Regions from separate parts of the Zea mays genome. Here region 1 is linked to region 2. The links are chromatin contacts, called in public Hi-C maps. All regions are on one chromosome and are shown on one strand. The core of a region is the stretch at or near the end of the contact, and the rest is flanking DNA. Distances in the headings are between cores, read along the strand shown. Region 1 holds the start of LOC103638270 (DNA topoisomerase 1). Region 2 has its middle 38 kb from the start of LOC103638266.

Region 1 (5,090 bases), core at 429-2,928, 450 kb after region 2:
TTCCTCCTCCTTGCTGGAATCTAGATCTCGTCCCCTGGGGGGAAAAGATCTTAAGGTGCTCTGGGTCGATAGGTCACCCGGGGCGTCCCCAGACGACGTGGAGCCGCCTAGGAATTAAGAGATCAATTCGAGGAAGAGGTCTTGGATGGACAACTAGATCTTGCCCCCCGAGAGGGGTGAGATCATAGGGTTGTCTTGGGATCGGCAGGCCACCCAAGACGGATCTAGACGACGTAGAGTCGAATAGGGATGGAGCTGGATATGTGGAAGACTACAACTAGAACTATGCTACATCTACTCCTAGGGCATGAAAAGTAAATAAGGTAATTGGTTCGATTGGAATGTGTTCGGGGGTTCTCAATCGGCCGTACCCCTTTATATTTATAGGGGAGGAGGTCTGGACCTTTTCCTAAGAGATAGCCAACAAACTCCCACGTGATTAGATGGATAACCACGCACGAGATAAGGATAAACATCTGAGTTAATCTAATCTCAGGACACTCGGACCGTCCGGGCCAAGGGCCGGACCGTCCGCTCATTTTGGTGTCCAACATATGCCCCCTGCCTTTTGGTGGAGCTTGGCAAACCAAAAGCATCAGCGAAAACTTCAGAAACAATTGACCTCATGAGCTTTTGTTCCCGAAGTAAGGACTCAGCTCGATGCAAGTCATCGGCTCTTGCGATCAGATAATATAAATACTTGATGGAACTTTAATGCACAGAGGCCGTTTCGGATCGCATCCTCTTCGGCCATGTCTACCTGATCAACCTGTCAATAGGCAAAAACTTGTGGTGCCCCCCAGCCCAAACAAGCAAACAGATTGGACCAGTAATATGAATTCATCGCCGTACCACCCCACACATGAGCAGGACAACATATCGACGATGGATAGAACAGGACGCACCATGCTATCCCCGGAGGAGGATGACAAGGCGATCTTGGTTGCGCTACCCTTTGGGTTCGTTTAGTCGGCTTTTGCTTTCGCATAGGTCGCCCTTTTGACTTCGTTTGTTTTATTGGCCGGTTGTGTGGAACGACCTTCTTCATATATTTGGCAAGCAACTGACCAAAAGTAGGGCCGACTCTACTGAGTCGTCCAGACGTCTTGGTAGTGTTTTGTTTCCTAACACTTGTGTTGGAACGTTGTGGTCCGATGGTCTGAGGTTGCTGCTTCTGACCATCTGCAGACCGTCCGGCCATCATAGCCGGACTGTCCGCGCCTGTCTCGTACTGTTCGGCCTTAGTACCCGGATCGTCCGGCGTACGCAGGACAGGTGACCGTGATCGGGTGTCCGATCGTGCTTGCCCCTCGGTGCCTCCGGTCTTTCTTTTGTCCGGAGCCTTCAGAGTAACCATTCTGCATGACATATTTGGTGTGCGAGGATCACCAATGACGATATTTTTATTTTTACTTTTATCGGCCGCACAAGGCCGAATTATGACCTTTTTGCTCGTTGGCTCTAATGTGGTGACAGGAACAGGTGGTCTGTCAATTTTCACCTCTTTTTGAAACCTCAACCGAACCATTAGAATTGTTTATTATTGAAAATAAATTTAGGCTAAGTCCACATTAATCTAACAACCCCCGTTTCTATATTTTGGGAGCAACATTTTTTATGACTTGTTAAAGTTGCTCTAAATGAGGTTAAATGTTCAAACGAGGAAGCCTTAGGCCACCAGCCCAATCTAGCCCGTCCCCCAACCGTCCATCTCCAAACAAGCGAGTCGGTTAGATATTTCCTCAAGCCCCAGTCAGCCGCCTCCTCTCCCTCCCACAGCTCCTGCCGCCGCCTCTCCCTCCGTCGGTATCTCCCACCTCGCAATCCACTCCCACCTCCCCCCTCGCCCCTAAAACCCTAGCTAAACCCAAGCCGAAAGAAACAATGGCTCTCCTCGCCTAAGCGAGCTCGCGCCCGCCCCTTGCTGGCCATGGCGCTCCAGCTCCGCCGCTTCCTCCCGCACGGCTACGGCCAGCGACACCGCGCTGTCACCCACGTGCTATCACCGCCGCCGCCACTCGCGATGGTGAGTGACTCACTGTACTCCTCATTCTGTTGAGAATTTATCACGTCCAAAAGTGTCGGGGTGCATGGTGGTGCGGCTTGAACGCTAGTACGCTACCTGTTCGTTGTCTTGCCCGTGAGCCACTGACAAAGCCTCGCTTATTTTTCTTTCAAAAAAAGGGTGGCACTGCGAAAAGCAAGGTTCTGTGGGGTGTGCCATGGAGTATATCAGTGTATTATCCCCTGGTTACACAGAAAGACATCCTTTGCCTTTGCACAACATTGTGCAAGCCTGATTTGGAAGGAATAAAACATACCAGCTACTATCGACCACCATTGCGTCAATCACCTTATTTTTCTTTTGTTTCATCTACTTTTTCTTAAAGAATTATTCAACTACGAACGTTTACTGAATATGGGACTTAGGTTAAAATGAAGCACCTATTTTCGGTTTGATGTCGAATGTATACAAAGATAATAATGACTTTTGCTCTTTGCTTTTCTTTCATTCTTTTTTTCCACGTGATCATGAGAATGGGATGGAATGATTTTTTTCACGATTCTACCTGTTATAATTTGGTATAATATTTCATTTGAGTTGTGCTTGTTTTTATGTTTTGTCTATTTATTTCCTTTACAGCTTCAGTTCGAGGTGTTTCAGAGATATTCTTCCGCACCCTGGCCCTTGTCACCTTTCCGCCCTTGTGAAATGTGTGGGGTTGCATTCAGGAGCAATTCAACAAGGAAAATGTGCTCGAGAAATATTTTTGGGGTTGCATCACAGCCCAAAAGTAGCACCTTTTTTACTACTGGACTCTCTGGCAACCGTAGCTCTGTATGTTTCAGAGCGAGGGACAGCCGTGGAATTGCTTTAAAGACTAATAATATTGTTAATTCACGACCATTCTCAACTATATACAGTAAAAAGCTAAGGTTTCTTATTAAAAATAAGACTTCATGCAATAATCTAAATGTGAGAAGGGAAGATGGAAGTGTTGCACATAGTTTGTTTTGTAGATCTGAGAAACGCCAAAGCACAGTTGCTACGTGTAGCACCATTGCTGACGAGGCTTCAACATCTACTAGTAACAGCAGCAAGAGTGTTACTGATTCTAAGACTGACACTGCCAAGATGAGGCGTTCAAGAGGAAGCAAAAAAGAAGTTGATGGAGTTATGAAAGATAAGGAAGTACATACCAAGAAAAAGAGAATATCTTCTAGAACTTGTATAGCTGCAACAAAGACGACTGAGAGTTCTAGTGCGAAGCAAGAAAACAAGAAGACTGATAATTGTAAACTGAAAAAGGGTACTGATAGTCCTAAAGAGAAAAAAGTGAATAATAGGTCAAAGTCAAAAGCAAAGGTTTCTGCTTCTTCTGTATCTTCTGAAGCTGAGATTTGTATGAAATCCTCTATCGATGGTTCTGGTATTGAGAAAAAGCCACTGGTGCCATTGTATCCTCCGAGAGCCAAATCAGTCGTGGTTGTGGAATCAGCCACGAAAGCAAAAGTTATTCAGAATTATCTTGGGGACATGTATGAAGTGTTACCAAGCTATGGTCATGTGAGAGATTTAGCAGGTAGATCAAAATCTGTCCGCCCTAATGATGACTTCAGCATGGTCTGGGAGGTGCCTGCTGCTGCCTGGACACACCTTAAGAGCATTAAAGTTGCACTGAAAGGGTATGTTTTTCGTAGCCTGTAATAGGGATACATTTTTTCTGTTTACATGAAACATACATACACTTAGATTACGCATGTCCTCCTCATGTATAAAACAGTTTCACATTTTTTGTCAAAGGTTTATACTTATTAGCTGCCCTTCTAATTACAGAGACAAAGAAACACAAAATCAAATAGATCTATCATTGTAGAAGTAATTGCTGTAATGTTCGATAGTTTCTGTTATGACCGGTCGCCACTACAGGCGCCGGACAACAGCAGAGGCGGCGGACAACAATAGACATGCAAATTAGTTAGATAAGGATTAGAAGATTAAGGAGATAAGGTTTGTTAGAGAGAAAAGCGGGGATCTCAGATTTGATCTCTTTAGATAAGGACTAGAAGGGAGTATAAATACTTGTAAGCACCACTCTATATGAATTAAGCAGAAAACTATTTAGCCTACTTCCTCCAAAGGAAGCAGGCGTGTTTTCCTCTCCCAAAGCCACTGTCCAGCGCCCGTCAAAGAACAGCGCGGCCACGACGCCCATGCGCCAGTCCACCGCGAGCCTGTCCACGACGCCCCTGCGCCAGCCTGCAACGTCTCATCCCTACAATCTGCGCAGTTTCTCTGATAGGAGCTCTAATCCTATCAATCTGGTATCGGAGATGTCCAGGACCTTCACCGCGCCCGCCTGCCCGGGATGGCCGTGCACACTACTACCACAACCACGGAGCGACATCTACTGGACCCGCAGGGACTACCACCGACGTGGCCCTGCGACCACCACATCCACCTGCTTCCCAGTACCGCACCAGTCGCCGTCTGATCGTACCGATATCCACAGCTACAGAAAGACGAGTTGGAGCCCAATGCACGACCATGCTCACACAGGGCATCATCCGGCCCGGCACGTCACCATTTTCCGCCCCAGTGCTCTTGGTGTGCAAGGCGGACGGATCCTGGCAATTCTGCATCGAATATCGCACTCTGAACGCCAGGACATCGAAGGACAAGTACCCCATCCCGGTGGTCGACGAGTTTCTCGATGAGCTTCACGGGGCTCGCTTCTTCACCAAGCTTGACCTGTGCTCGAGGTACCACCAGGTGCGGATGCACCTCGACGACATCGACAAGACGACATTCTGCACGCACCACGACCACTACGAGTTCCTGGTGCCATTCGGCCTTTCAACGCCCTAGCGTCATTCCAGGCCTTGATGAACGACGTGCTCCGCCCGTACCTCCGCAGGTTCGTACTGGTGTTTTTCGATGATATTCTCATCTACTGTGCCACCTGGGCTGAGCACCTGCACTCCTGCAACACATCAGAGTCGTCCTACATGCCCTCCGCTCACACCAACTCCACCTCAAGCACTCCAAGTGGTCGTTTGGAGCTTCGTTGGTGGCCTACTTGGGCCAC
Region 2 (4,481 bases), core at 243-2,742:
ATGTCGGCCAACGCTATTGTTGTCAATATTATGCTTGATGGGAAGAACTACCCAGAATGGTCTTTTTGTGTTCAGACTGCATTAAGGGGTCACAATTTACTATTTCATTTGATTGAAGATTCTCCAGTTCTAGCGGCTGATATAAGCAATGCTGCTGCAATCAAGACTTGACAGATCAACGATGACAAGGTAATGGCTGCAATGGTCAATAGCACTAAACTAACTATGATTACGAGTCTGTCCAAATTCACCACTGCTAAGGCTATCTGGTCACATCTGAAGGATCGGTTTGTTCAGGATAGCGGTGCTCTTTTACATACCCTTATGCAGCAGATTCATGTCATTGAGCAACATGATATGACTATTGATAAATACTATTTCGCCTTTGATCGTTTTATGAGTGCATTGACCTCCATTGTAACACTATAAAAACCATCAACTAAAAATAATGCATTTAGTTATATGGTAATTAGGGTAATAAATTTTTATTCAAGTGTTTATTATTTATTTGCATTTGAAATAATTTTTGATTACTCATGATTGATTTGTGGATATTTAATAGCATTTCTTCATATAGGAAAATCCTAGTAAATAATGTAATAATTATTAGTCAAAAATAAATATTTTATTTATAAATAATTTTGGTATAATTATTATGAATTTTAGGGTTATTTTAAAATATATTTCGAATTTAGAAAAGAAATAAAAAAAGAAAAACAAAAGAAACTCTAACCCTAAGGCCCACTAGGGGCCCATCAAACACCCCAGCCGCGTCTCCCCCTGGCTTCTTCCAAGCCAGCCGCCGCCCTCTGTTCTCCCTCTCCCCCTCTTCTCTCTCTTGGAGGCTGGTGTAACACACTAAATCCATCAATTAAAGATAACTTAGTTTATATTATTAATTTTCAGTAGAAAGGAAAATATGTATATTTTCAAATAATGAAATGGTGATATAAATAAATTTAATGATTTCTTGATTACATAAAATTTTATCAAGTATTTGATTCATTCATGCCAAAGCATGTGCTTTGTTTGATTCGATTTGCAAATCTAACTTTTGGATTATGTTTTGCAAGAAAATATCATTTTGAAAAATAATAGTGAATTGTTAAAAATAGATATATTTAATAAGACATGTATTTTGATATGGTTAATCATTTTGTATGTAATTATTTGCAAAAAATCTCACTTTTATGCTTTTTTTAAGCACGTTTTATTTTAATAATGAGATTTGCCCTAAAACTATTTATTTAGTAACTTCTCTACGTTACTATTATTTTGGAATATATATAATTTCTGAGTTTAAAAAAAAGAGAAAATAATTTCAAAAAAAAAGAAAAAAACCAAAAACAAAACGCACACACGCACACATCTGTTTTTTAAGAAAAAACAAATTGAGAAAAAAAATACATACGGACTCACTCCACTAGTGCCCGCTCGGCTAGTAGTCCGCACCTAGCCATCTTACACACGTGACCCACTCTGCCTCTCTCTTTCTTACTATGACGCAAGGGCCCCACACATTAGGTGCTTCTTTATCTCCCAGTTCCAGCCGTTCCTCTGTAGTCCTCGTACATTGAACGTCGTGTGCTGCCGTTCTTCGCCGCCTCACCTCCCCAGCGCCCCTTCGCCTCCACAGAACGCCGCCCTACCGGAAAACCGCCACCACTTGCGCAGACCGCCCCTTCCCCTTCCTCCCCTACCCACTACGTAGCCGTCCGTTTCTTCCCAACTCGACCACCTCCATTAATGGCGACTGTTTCTTCTCCATTACTCCCATCGCGCCGTCCGTTATTCCTCCCCACTCGTGCTCCATTCAAACAGCCATTTCTACCACTGTAGGCTTCGTTCGGTTAAGTCCATCCAGGCTAGGATGAGGCTAGATTGGAGCCTAATCCAGGTTATATTCCAAGCCCATGAAAAAATCCAGATTCTATCTTTTTTGGTGTTCGGTTAAGCCCACTGGATTTCAAGCCCATGGGTTTGGAATTTTTTGGCTAGGGATGATCCTGGATTAGAGCCAGAACTCTAGGGGTCTGGAACAAATCCCGTGAGCCACAAGGGAGCGACGGTGGCGCAAGAAGCTGACGAGTCAGCCTCCTCGCCGTCGGCGACCTCTACCACGCTGGCAAGCTTCTCTCCGGTAGGGTTCCTTCTCTTTCGTTAGATCTGCTCTCTGCCTCTCTTTTGTTCGGAGTTGGGATGGTGGTTTTGGTTGAATCGCACCAAAGAACTGGGGAGAGAGATGAGTCAATGGGGCTGCTTCTTCAGCGCGACCCGCACCAGGCCCTCCAACGACGTGGGGAGGAGCGCCTGGAGCAGCCCGGCGAGGTCTGTGTGGGAATACTAGGCGCTGACGCGGGCAGTGACTATGGCCAGCCGCCAGGCCCGAGCTACAGTGGAGGGAGAGGTCGAGCTCGCACCTGGTTGGTGTGCGCTGGAGGCAGGAAGATGAGCTCGCACCTACAGGGGATGGAGGAGCTATAGGGGCTGCCGCCGCACCAGGCACCGCGCAGCCCGAGCACTCCCCCGACAAGCTGTTCGGCTGCCCAAATTCTCAGATGTAGCAGCAACCATAGGGGTTGATTGAAGCGTCCCGATCCTTTGGGACTCAAATGTGATACAATTACTAGTCCCAGGAGGCTAGTAACCACATTCATTACTTCAAATAGTTACAGAGTCTGAGTAAAGTTATTACAATACCGGGGGATACAAGCTCGAGAGTGAGCCAAAAATCATAAAGCGCAGTGGAAAATAAATTAGCCCAGGCCACAGGCAGAACTGGGTGAAGACACAGCCCCGGTTGTACTACTTTCTTTCCAGAAACACACACCCATTTCCCTGTTCCCGGTTGTAGTAGAAACACTAATTGTCATACCATACCAGACTCGTCCATACCAGTGGACACGGACTATTCGAATAGGTTTAGACTCTGCGCAGAGGGGTACACTTTACCCACTAGTCCGGCTCTGCGATCTCATGGCCAATGAGATCCGAATCCGAAACTCTTTCCTTCCTTGCACGTCCTAACCTTAACGGTTATACTGGAAGGAGTCAGGCCATCGCCATGTCCAAACTGGACAAATCATTCCCCCTCCTTATCCTCCCGGTGCTCCCCAGCCTTCATAACCCTGGGGTTGGATCGTACGAGTTCAGATCGAGTGGCTGCCCACACAACCTCGAGTGGTTGTACTTTTTATGAGTACAGGTAATGAAAGATGACAAACTGGTCCTTATACGAGAGGACAATCCTTCTGCTCAGGCCTAAACCAGCTGAGCCATCACCTTAGGCCCTCCCCTAAACCAGGGAGTCCCTGATCATCCTACTCACCCGGTGATGAGGGTGAATACCCTTCATCGCACACTTTTTGGAAAACATGTTACTTGCACCCTTTTACTTATCCCATATCTTGTAATCAAAGGTGATTGTTAATGTGGGCTCTCTCATGCTCACCATGCAATTCGATTCCCATCCCATATTCCAGGCTTAGGCAGTGGTAGAGAGAAATAGGTAAATAATGCATCAAGGGAAGGATGGACTTGCCTTCGTCGAAGCTTTCCTGGCACAAGAGGTTTATCTCGGAGGGGTCGGGTTCTTGCCCTTCTTCCGGAGCTATAAATTCCGGAGGATCGGATCCCTCTTCCGCTAATCAAACACAGATAATAACAATACATCAATCATGGTGACTTTAGTGGGGGTGTGCCATTTCTTATATCTCATTATTTTGGTGCCCTATAATTTATCTGGACTATTTTTGGTACATAAAATATTAGCATATAATTCTATATGAGAAAATGGGAAAAGAAAAGAGAAAAATAAAAAGAAAAGGAATTTCCTGCCTTGCTGGGTCGGGGGGATTTCGGCCCACTTGGGCGCGAGCACGCGCGCGCGGGCGCGCTTGCGGCCCGGCTGGCCCAGCAGCGAGGGGGAGACGGCGGGGGACGGCGACGTGGCACGGGGCCCACACGCCAGCGAGGGGGGTTAACGGCATGGACGGCCACGTAAGGAGAGGGGGGGGGGTTCGATCGGAGTCCGGCCGACGGCGAAATCCCGCGGCGGTTCTCCGCCGTTGGTCCGGTTCTACGGCGGGGAGGCGGTGGCGAGGCACAGGCGGGTGCAGGGGATCACGGGGGTGGGGTTAATTTGACCGGCGGGGGCCTATGGCAGCCGGTCCGCGACACGGTGGCGGGTGTCCACGGCGGCGAGGTCGCCGGTGCCGCAGTTGGGTGCAATAGGGGGCGGGGAGGTGTGCTTCGTGACCGTGATCGTGTGGCGGAGCTCAAGCACTAGTTTAATTTGACCAAAACTCACTTGGGAGGGAAGAGCGGGGCTCACCGGAGCGACGGGGGAGTGCGGCGGCGCTAGCTCGATTGGCTCGGGGGAAAGCGGAGGAGATGGCCGGAGCTGGTGTGGAGGGAACGGGGCTCGGGCGGGTCCTTTTATAGGCGCCCGGGAGAGGGATGGAGGGGACGGCGAGCACCGA

What was found. A called contact is a pair of places that touch in the nucleus more often than the background predicts.
Region 1: a Hi-C map of leaf shows a contact between it and region 2, with 4 times the contacts expected there. The contact joins the promoter of LOC103638270 here to the enhancer-like site in region 2. A contact is called at or near these places in 3 of 25 Hi-C or Micro-C datasets (ear, leaf and tassel).

What each region holds. Positions count from the first base shown.
Region 1 is chr9:38,786,399-38,791,488 of Zm-B73-REFERENCE-NAM-5.0, forward strand. LOC103638270 (DNA topoisomerase 1) reads left to right here and starts at 1,679. Exons shown (of 21, transcript XM_008661232.3): 1 at 1,679-2,026; 2 at 2,645-3,687. The coding sequence starts at 1,931.
Region 2 is chr9:38,332,824-38,337,304 of Zm-B73-REFERENCE-NAM-5.0, forward strand. No RefSeq gene overlaps it. Among protein-coding and RNA genes, the nearest start is that of LOC103638266, 38 kb to the left of the region's middle. Within about 2 kb of position 1,493, at least 19 of the 20 cell types and tissues checked have an H3K27ac peak or open chromatin away from gene starts, as enhancers often do. A contact at or near this core is called in ear, leaf and tassel, where this site is marked.